Regions from separate parts of the Mus musculus genome. Here region 2 is linked to region 1. A link is a contact called in public Hi-C data. All regions are on one chromosome and are shown on one strand. The core of a region is the stretch at or near the end of the contact, and the rest is flanking DNA. Distances in the headings are between cores, read along the strand shown.

Evidence for each region. A called contact is a pair of places that touch in the nucleus more often than the background predicts.
Region 2: a contact with region 1 is called in a Hi-C map of bone marrow, with 1.9 times the contacts expected there. The contact joins two enhancer-like sites. A contact is called at or near these places in 5 of 484 Hi-C or Micro-C datasets (bone marrow, erythroblasts, macrophages and 2 more).

Annotation. Positions count from the first base shown.
Region 1 is chr2:80,077,102-80,082,868 of GRCm38.p6, reverse strand. All of the region lies in intron 2 of Pde1a (phosphodiesterase 1A, calmodulin-dependent), which reads left to right. Among named protein-coding and RNA genes, the nearest start is that of Pde1a, 49 kb to the left of the region's middle. Within about 2 kb of position 2,253, at least 40 of the 459 cell types and tissues checked have an H3K27ac peak or open chromatin away from gene starts, as enhancers often do. A contact at or near this core is called in bone marrow, where this site is marked.
Region 2 is chr2:80,166,360-80,171,778 of GRCm38.p6, reverse strand. It overlaps a transcript of Pde1a not described here. Among named protein-coding and RNA genes, the nearest start is that of Pde1a, 40 kb to the right of the region's middle. Within about 2 kb of position 3,523, at least 12 of the 459 cell types and tissues checked have an H3K27ac peak or open chromatin away from gene starts, as enhancers often do. A contact at or near this core is called in bone marrow, where this site is marked.

The DNA of each region.
Region 1 (5,767 bases), core at 1,004-3,503:
AAATTCATTTGAATACTTTTTTCGAGCATTGTCGATGCTGGAAACTCAAGAGTGAAATGTATATTTTAATTAATGATCATGGTTGCATCATCAAAATTCATGTGCAAAAACATCTTTGTAAAAATTTTTGGGAAAAGTAAATTGTGTTTAGTTATTTTAAAAATATTTATTTATTATTTATTTGTGTATGCTCATGTGTGTGCATATTATATGTGTGTGTATGTGTCTGGTGTGTTCAAATGTACATGTACATGCACAATGATCAGAGGAGGGTTTTGAGCATCCTATTCTATCACTCTCTACCTTATTACCTTAAGATGGAGCCACTCACTGAACATGGAGTTTGGCTTGCAGGCAGCAAACCCCAAACTGTCTGTGGTCCCTGGTGTGGGGTTACACAGGACTGTCTGGAGATTTTAGCTTAGGTCTTCATGCATGCACACAAGTTCTTATACACTGAGCCATCTCCCCAGCCTCTGAAATGAGTGTTAGTCCTGATTTTGGGGGTATTTGGGAAGATCTTCCAAGTGGATAGTTGTAAAGTTAAAGTTTTAGAATGTCCTCTACATATTGTTATTCCTGAATATACATATTGAAGGATGGAATTTAAAAAGATGTTTTCTCAGGTGAAGAATGCCAATTGTCCACTTTAAAATTTCTTGCAATGCCTGTAATTTGTTAGGAGTTTTATAAATTCCCACAGAATGTATCAATACAATCATTAAAATTTAGAATACATAATTTTGGCTCTTTTTCACCAACATCTACTTAGATTATCAAGCTCATATATTTTGTATGTATGTTTCAAAAGAAAATTTATAAGGATCCCTAGGCACGTATATAATTAAAACTATGAGAAAAGTATAAAACCACCGTGATGTGATTAATAAACTTTGGGCTAGACTTGAAATATTGAATGGTTAAAAATTACCATCTGTTAAATGACTAAATCTGGGTCATTGTGAACCAAAGGAAAACAATAACTCTTTCTCTAGCCATCATCATTTCTTCTTTTTTAAAATGAAATTAAATAAACAAAGAGATTGAAATAATAAATGTCAAACTAATAATAAATGGGGTAGAAGGGTGTCTGTACTTGCAAGACTTGCACAGTGGGCTTCCGGTCTCAGTCTTAATTCACTTCCTCCTTCCACATATCGGGTGAGAAATCACCATGCAGCATTTCTCTGGCCTTAATTCAGGGCACACAAAATGAGGCACAAAGCCAAGTAGTCCCTTCACGGTGCTTTCTTGTAGGCTGTCCAATACTTGACTTGCCTTCAGCAACAATCTTGCAAATCTGTGTATTCAAAATCCCTGTTAGGCCGGATGCTTCTCTTGAGTAAATAGCTTCCTGTTTGCTGATTGCCACCTTATTCCTTCATATGAATTCTCACTTACTGCTTATATTCTAGCTAGGTTGTGAGAAACACCTCGACTAAAAGAAGTTTGGGAAATGGTTTAATTCATCATACAGGTTGTGGTCCGTCATTGAGGGAAGTCAACACAGGAACTTCCAACTTAATTGCTTCAGAAAGTTCAATGCAAGACTTATAGCTTCCACAAAACAGAGCAACCTCTCAGAAGAGGCTGAAATGTCAAATGATTTAGCTTTCCTCACACACCCAGACTGCCATTTCAATCCTGACACTTCTTCTACACCATTGACAGACTTGCAAAGGATGTTAACAAACTGGAAAAATAGGGAGAAAGAAGGAGCTGATATTTCTGGAGAAAATAAGTTTGGTCTTTACATCATTTCTACTTCTTATCATACCATGGATCTGAAGAATTGAGTCTGAATATTATCTTATAAAATTAAATAATTTTGTATGTGGCCATAAGCACATATAAAATATTTGTATCTTTACTGTCTCATTTCTCTGTGCATAGAGCACAGTTTAGCATAGGCTGCCCCAAGACATGGCACCTTAGCCACTCAAGGAGAGGCGATGACAGATGGATGCCTGGCATTCCATTATCTTACTTTCTTGCAATAAATAATAAAGCCCAGGAAATCATTTTCTGACATTATCTCATTTTTTCACCTTATTCCAAATAATTTTACCAAATCCACATGTGCAACATGCCCTTTTTATGTCTGGTAGGAAGACACCAGCTTACACACAGTAATTTGAACAGACCAGCTTTGCTAGGCCTCCCCAGGAGGTTACCAGTAGGCAACACTGCTTCTTCCAGTCACGTGTCTCTGACTGTAGTCCATGATTACGTCTCTCTCCTTGCTTCATCAAATTTCAACACACAATACACAGCTTCCCTGTTTCTTTGGTTCCTCTTGTTCTTATAAAGGCTTGCATGGCCTAAAGAATAGTTATGAAACCAACACGTGTTTTTCGCTCGGTAATCTTTTATTACAAGTACTCTAGCTCTCCACTCCTTTTGAAATGAGTGGAAAAAAATTGTTTTTTTTCTGACGGGGACAAAAGACACTGGATCAATGCAAGATATGTATGCTTATGCATGTAAACACTTTTAAAGTAAGTCCCCCTCAAAGCATCTTGAAGTAGTTAGTGGATTTGTAAAGCTAAAGTCTTGCAACAACTCAGTGCTTGCCAGAAACTTCTTGTTCCTTCGCTTGCCTCACTTGCCTTTCTCTTTCCGTTTCCCAAATGTCTTAGCTTCTACCTGTTCAAGGAAGCATCTGCGAATCTCCCAATAAACATAATCTTTAAATACAGGTAAATTTTTTCTTAAACTTCTTCATGTCAAAACTGATCCCCTTTTATTTGAAAAAAATCCTTTAGAAAGAAAGTATCAAGTATGAGTATGCTTGTCTTTAGGGAATTTCTCTGTAGAATCAAAAACAAGAGTGATCATTTTGGATTGACAAAGAGTTTGCTCAGCCAGACCCTCGTTAGACTTCTGAATCTTCTAGAGTCATCCCTGCACTTTTAAAATCTAGTGTTAGCCAGGCATCCTGCTAAGTCAGACTAGTGTGAACCTTGTTTTCAACATTAGTTTCCTAATCTTCCACCATCCCTAAGTGATGTCTGATGGTCCTGGCCTGTCTTCAGTGAGAAGCTGTTAGGTCATCATTTTCCACTACCTCACCCAACCGGTTCCCTGTCAGTTCCCTCTTGCCCTCTCTGTGTCTGGAGTTGTGCTCCATTCTTTCTTTCACATGATTCTGAATGAGGGCATCCTTATGTTTTATCACGTGTCTGAGTAATCTTTTTCATTGGCACTACATGGAATTTCAGATGGCAGGCAGTTGTGTCAGGGAGCCCCGAGTCCTTGGTATCGGATGGGTCACCTGGCCAGATCTGGATGGGAAGTGAGATTCCGTGGAGGCGGCATAGGTCTCACTGAGTCCCTGTCCACTGATCAGACAGAGACAGAGTGTGAGCTGGGCTGGCACAGAGAAGTTCTGTCCCCATCATTATCAACTCACTCTCCTTGCCAAGTGTTTCCATTCCAGGAGCAAACTCTGTTACCACGGGGCCCTAGAAGTGTCTCCAGGCAGCCCTGAGCCAGTCCGGAATGTCCTTAGGCTCCCGCGTATCATGGAGTTGACTGGATCTTGAAAACTAACTCTGGCCAGGTGTGGTGGCACATGCCTTTAATCCCAGCACTCGGGAGGCAGAGGCAGGTGGATTTCTTAGTTCGAAGCCAGCCTGGTCTACAAAGTGAGTTCCAGGACAGCCAGGGCTAGACAGAGGAACATTGTCTTGAGAAAACAAAACAAAACAAAAAACCCCCAAAAAACCCAAAAACAACAACAACAAAAAAAACCCCAAACCCCCTCCCCCCCAAAAAGAAAACTAACTCTGAATTTTTTATAAATGGTTCTTGTTTTGCCCATTTTTTAAAATTAGGTATTTATTTCATTTACATTTCCAATGCTTTCCCAAAAGTCCCCCATACCCCCCCCCCCCACTCACTACCCACCACTCCCACTTCTTGGCCCTGGCGTTCCCCTGTACTGAGGCATATAAAGTTTGCACGACCAATGGACCTCTCTTTCCACTGATGGCCGACTAGGCCATCTTCTGATACATATGCAGCTAGAGATATCAGCTTCGGGGGTACTGGTTAGTTCATATTGTTGTTCCACCTATAGGGCTGCAGACCCCTTTAGCTCCTTGTGTACTTTCTCCTCCATTGGGGGCCCTGTGATCCATCCAATAGCTGATTGTGAGCATCCACTTCTGTGTTTGCTAGGCATCATTGCATACACTAGCAAGATTTTGCTGAAAGGACTCTGATAGAGCTGTCTCTTGTGAGACTATGCCGGGGCCTAGCAAACACAGAAGTTTTGCCCATTTTTTAACCCTAAAGAGATTTTCCGTTGGTATTACTTTAATATTATATTGTTTTATGTTGCTATGAATAAAAATACGAAGAGTATCACTGTGCGAAATGCTGATCTTGCTTGTACAGAGCATCTTGTGAATAGGAAAACCTTTCATTGCCTCTGCTCTCTGTGTGTCTTCTGTGACCCTTCCTCACAATAACCAGAGTTACTGGAGGCTAGGAAAATGCCAGCAGTGACTCCTTCTCTTCTTTAAGTGCAGTGGAACACAACAGCCTCTCCTTTCATAGAAAACAATCAAGGTTTGAAAGACATGGAATAAAATGTGCAAAGCATATTCTTTGTGCTAGGAATGCAGTTCACACTCTGGAAAAAGCGGTAGGTGAGCTTTGCAGTATTTATCTACTTTAAACAATGGATATTTTCAGATTTACAGAAAGCCATTTGGGTTTTTGTTCAATTTTGTAAGTTCAATGTAAAAATTAGTCACTGGGAAGTATGTTTATCATTTTTAATGCCAAGAAAATAAGACACATTTCTTAAAACAAAATTCCTTGGTAATTTTACTTTAAAATTTCTAAAAATGAAAGAAAAGTTTCAAATGTCAATATTTTATATTATTTATAATAATCATATTGTACTTATATTATTGTTTTGGGTTTTGTTCTTTTGAGACAAGGTTTCTCTGTGTAACAGTCCTGGAACTCAGTTTGTAGATCAGGCTAGCCTCGACTCAGAGATCTACCTGTCTCTGCTTTCTGAGTGCTGGGATTAAAAGGCATGTGCCACCACCATCTGGTCATGTTTTTATTCTTAATTTAAAAAAATCAGTAGGAGAAAACAATAAAAGTATTTCTTGTTTGGGACTGGAAACACGAGCTAAGCCCTCTAGCACAAGTATTCCTCACTCTGCCAATTCTCTGCTGTGAATACAAAAGGTTTTCAGCCTTAAGTTTGTGGATCACAACCAATTTTTATTTTTTAATAACAGACTCAAAATATTTTTTCCAGTGGATGTTGGTGTGTGTGTGTGTGTGTTGTGAGAGACAAAGAACAGAAAGTTGGTGGGTAGGGAGGTGGTGAAAGATCTGGGGAGAGTGTGAGAAGGGAAAAAACATGATCAAAATGTTTTGAATGGACATCTCAAAGAATAAATAAAAGCATTACAATGCAAATGAAAGTAGGAGATTTTTTTAAAAGCATGCCAGCCACCAAGACTGAAGAAAATTTCCATGGTTCCAGTTTCTTCCCAATGCATCTTAAAGAATAACTTCTCAAGAAGCAGGGGAAATAGTTTACAGAGCCCCTGTGAAGAACCTCCTGCTCATTAGAGGTTAAGGTTGCCTGGGGTGGTGGTGCTACATCCAGAATCCAAGCTCTCAGGAGGCCAAGGCAATAGCCTCAGAAGTTTGATTCAAGGTTAAGATACAAAGCGGTCCTCCCTCCCTCTTTCTTCACAATAAAGCCCTGCGGAAAACAAACAGATACAAATTA
Region 2 (5,419 bases), core at 2,274-4,773, 88 kb before region 1:
CCACAGAATGTTAGTGGCTCTGTAGGCATCAGACACACCTGTGGTACATACATACACACACACACACACACACACACACACACACACACACACACACACACACATACCTAATGCATACATATATACATACATGCATCAAAGCATGCGTACACATAAAATAGAAAAATCTTTAAAAGGAGCTACTTTATTTTTAAAATAACAATGTAATTCAGTCAGCCCCCTACTTTTCGGTATAGGTTGTTCCCAGACTCTGGTCTCTTTGCTTCTAAATGATGAGCTTGTAGACCCTGGATCTCTGGCTTAAAGTACATATGTCTTTTTTCAATAGGTAGCAGATTACATTACCCAAATGTTTGATTATTTTAATCTTTATAATGCAGACTTTTTCTCTGTGAAATCAGACAGTATTGTTAGAAGTCTTGGTAGTAACATGTTAACTCTTTCCTATATCTAGAGTAAAATTTGCAGGAACCTCAGATGGCAGGCTTTACAGACATGTAAAACATCTCAAAGGTACAGAGGAATTTAGACTTAAACAAATGCAGAATCAAATTTTAAAGGCTTTAGAAATACTATACTTATTAGTTCTCCTGTGTGTGTGTGTGTATTTGTGTGTGTGTGTGTATGTGTGTGTATGTGTTTGTATGTGTGTGTATTTGTGTGTGTGTGTGTTTATAAGTAGCCATGTGTGCCACATCTCATGTTTAGAGACACCAAGGTAACTTGCTGGAGCTGGTTCTCTCTGTCCACAATGTAGATTCCAGGATCAGATGAAGGCTGTTAGATACTCAGGCTGCAGTTAGAGTCTCAGTGTAGGTGCCCTTGCTTGCTGAGCCACCTCTCCAGCCTCAGGTTTGTTATAAGGTTCAAGATTAAGGTTGGCTCATGACTTGGGCTTCTTCTAGACCAAAGTTAAATAGAGAAAGCAAAAGAAAAAATTCTTTATGTTCCTTGTGGAAAATATATTCATTTTAAGAGTTATATCCAAATTTTATCTTTTAGCTACTGGGCATCCTGTATATGCTTGAGTGCAATTGTAGAGAATATATTACAGGATGGACCTGTTAACAAAGTCATACATTTCCTGGATGATCTAATATTTGACCCCTCCAATTGCTAGTTGTTTTAGGCATTGCAAAGAGTGTGAGTTTGCTAAAAGTCTTATGTGACTCTCTTTCTCTGTTTCTCAGCAATCAAATGTCAAAGAGGATGGCATAGAAGACATATCCTGACCCTGTAATCTGGGAAAAGTGTCTTGTAGTCAACGTAGTCAGTCATTGTGTGTGTGTCTGTGTATATCTAAATCATATGGAGATAAGGCCAGACAGAGGTGGGTGTCTTCTGTCTTCTTTGAGGGAGAGGAAGAGCAAGAATGAGAGACAGACAGACAGACAGACAGACACACACACACACACACACACACAGACATGGACAGAGAGAGACATAGATTATGAGAGAGAGAGAGAGAGAGAGAGAGAGAGAGAGGAGAGAGAAACAATTGATAGATAGCAGTAGGTGCTCAACCCCTATATTGTTCCTGTCTAGTAGCTGCTGTTTAATCTCATGAGGCTAGGTTTATCTTAATTAGAAAAACAAGCTTATTCAGGGCTGAAGTGGTGACGCAACAGTTAAGAGCCTTTCAGCTTTTCTAGAAGCATGGGTCCAATTCCATATAAGCCACATGGCAGCTTACTACTCTCTGTAACTCCCATGCCAGGGACTCTGATACCCTTTTCTTGCTTATTCCAGCATCAGTACACACTGGTATTCAGACATACATGCAAGTAAAACAGAGGCCTTGAAAACATCTTTATAATTATGCAAAATTTCAAATATTAGAAAAATAAAAATTGTACAATAACATGTTTATTGTAAAAATATTTTAAAAATTATTAGCCAAGGTTCAACAAAGCTAACAATTTGTAAAATAATATGCTAATAATACATAAAATATGTAATATTTTACATATACTATATTTTTATATAGAAATACAATGAATTTATTGTTTGATTTATACATATTAGAATTTAATATACTCTAGAATATTTTTGCCAAATCATTTAAATAAAGTTATAGAAATCATCACATTTACAGCTAGGTATTCTAGCACAAATTCCTCAAGAACAAAATTTTGCCTAAATACCATATTAATATGCTACTAAAATTAATAATTATGTTACTTATTAATATATAATTATCTTGAGTTCTCATAATGTCTTTAAAACACATTTTCAAAGCAGGATACAGCCTAGGTTCCTGTACTGTATTGGTCTCGTTTCTTCAGAGCTGCAACTCTTTAGACTCTAATCTGGTATCCTCTCAGACTGCTTTCCCTTTGACTGGGTATTAAGGAGCATAGGATAGCCGTGGTGAAGACTGTCCCACACTCTGTATACGTATACTACTCTTTCCTTACTTCATGCATGGTTCACTGTTTTTGTCTATGTCATCTATTTCCAAAAACCTGGAAAATTGTTCTAAAGCCTTATGAGATTCAAGTTAGATATTTTGGCAGCAATCAATGTCCTTAGATTATTCCCAGAAGTCACATAAAGGCAGACTGTCCCCTCATGGTAGATCACTGGATTGAATTGTAAAAGATTGCATTTAAATTCCAAAAAAAAAAAAAAAAAAAAAAAAAAAACCTTGTAGAGTTTTTTTGGGACAGACCTACTTCTCAGTAGCCCCATTTCAATTAGATTTAACATTTTTTGGTTGTCTTAGTTAATGTTACTATTGATATGATGAGGCACCATGATCCAAAGCAACTTGGGGATGAAAGGGTTTATCTGCCTTACACTTCCACACCACTGTTCATCATCCAAAGGAAGGTGAACTGGAACTCAGTCAGGGCAGGAACCTAGAGGCACGAACTGATCCAGACGCTGTGGAGGGATGCTGCTTGCCGGCTTGCTCATTATGGCTTACTCAACCTGGTTCTTTATAGGATCCGGGACCACCAGACCAAGAATGGCATGATCATGGACAGTGGGCTGGACCCTCCCCCACCAATCACTAATTTGAAAATGCCTTGTAGCTGGATCAAATGAGGTCCCCTCTTTTTATAAAACTCTAGTTGTATCAAGTTGACATAAGTCTAGCTAGCATATTGGTCTTTGAATACACGATTATTACATTGGATATTTAAAAATGGTGATATTGAATTCTTTACATTAATCCGTTTCAGAGTAAGATCGTGTTTAATAGTTGCCACTAAAATTGCCACTTTAATAGTAGCAAGTGACATTTATTTACCTTTTACTTTTCAAATACCAGATGCTATGTAAATGCTCAGGAATAGACTTTACCCCGAATTAGAATACTCCTTAGCATGTGCAGGGCTGAGATGGTATTGTATAGACATTCCTGCCATGCCTTATGAAGTGGTTTAGTAATGATGTCTTAAGTAACAGACCAATGGAAGAAGGAGGAAGGTTGTTCAAGTGACAACAGACTAAGCCTCCTTCTCTTCCCCTTTCATTACCACTTTCCCCTCAGTGTTGCATAATAAAAGTCTTCCCCTTTACTGTGAGCATTGGAGACATTACTTCATGCACCTCTCCTTCACTCTTCTTTCCTTCCACCTTATCTCTCCATGTAGAGAAACTGACTGGAAGCACACAGAACATGCTCCTGAGAAGACAGGAGATGAGTTCCACTCTTCTATGACAAAACGATAGCAAATAGTTGTTCAGTGCTCGGTGGAATACCAGTTCCTGGATCTACAATAACCATGGAACCACTACCTCTGCCCTCTGCCTTTCAGGAGCCATATCTCAATCACCCTCTAAGAGACTCAGATGATTCTTCAGTAGAGGTGAATGGTCACAAGGTCATGGCAAAGACGACTTCGACACACGTTTAGACTTACTTAGGACATGAACAGAGTAAGTCTGTATTAAGAAGGATCTCTTCTGAACAATGAGTCATGACTGGAGAGGGTACTTTGTTATAGATTTAGAATTCAGTTAGTGTAATGGACCATGATTTTCTCCCTGAGAGCTGCTGGAATATCAGAGATGTGAATATTACTTTAGCTTCTTAACATCCCCAGGAAGTAGGTTCATTACCATTTCAACATCTTCTATGGTCAACAATCCGTTTGTTTTTAAGGATTAAATTTATTAGCTTACTAATTAACATACCATTTTGGTTTAGCATAAAAGGAAAGCACCACTGTGTGGTACCTTTAATCTTATAGCAAGCCAGTCCTTACACATCATGATCTTCATTCTAACTGCAGTATAGAGGTACAGACAGACGATATTTATAGTTCATTACATTTGCATTTACAGCTTCAAGCTCACTTTAGATAAACTGAAATAATAAAAGACAAAGTAAGTCCTTACACATTAAATTTGTGGATGACTGAGTTTTATGTTATTCTCTTGGAAGTATCCTCTCCAGGTCATACCATCTGTTATATGATTTGATTTGCAGAATAATACCGGGAATATTTGTGTTTTTCTTTCCCATTCCTTTCATTTGATGACATTTCAATAACTCAGATTTCAAGAGAGAGTTCATGAAAATATGATGTTGATGTCCTTAGTTATAAAGCTAAACCTTCAGTTTTATCCAGCAATACCTCTTACCATTATCACCTCATAATCAGAAAGTTTTCAGTGAATTAAAAACATCCATTAAAGTAAAAGCTTTAGTCTTCTTGCCCACTTTCACATGTTTCAAGATTTTATCTACTTAAAACAAATTAGCAACTCCTTCTAGCACTTACCATAAACTAGCTTCCAATATAACTACTGTACTGACATAGCAGGAAATGGTACTACTGTTCTCATATCACAGAAGAAGAAGTTAATATAGAAAGTCAAGGGATTTGCCCTTGGCTCTGTATGTCATGGATGGGAGAGTTGACCTCTTATCTCAGCTTTGCCATTTCCTCCATAGCTCTGCGTTTCCTGGCCTAGCCAGAGTCATCATTATAAAAGTATTATGTAGTCATTATCAATGACTATTTGAAGACTGTGCATTGCTCCAATTATACCAGATTTTATTACTTCCTAATTTCAAACAATAAGAAAAAAGAATATATTGACTGTTGATAGCAGATCCACTTACATGGTTATCTTGGTTCACTTTTATGTTGTAAAGAATAAATCAGACCTCGGTTTTAGGAACAAAAAAGTTGAAATTGCTATGTGAAGTCTGCAAAATAATCATACAATAATTTTGCTCTTTAGAGAAGATGAAAAATAAGGTCATCAATGTAAATGGTCTTGGATGTTCAAAAAAAAGCATGAAAGACAGAAATTCATTTAGCCACTAAGATGAACTTCCTGGCTGTATAGACATTTATGCTATTATAAACATCCAACTTAAAGGCATCAGGATAATTGGCTACCACTGATGCTTTGTTTGGTCCATGATAGAATACCCAGAGTAAGTAGGAACAAGTAT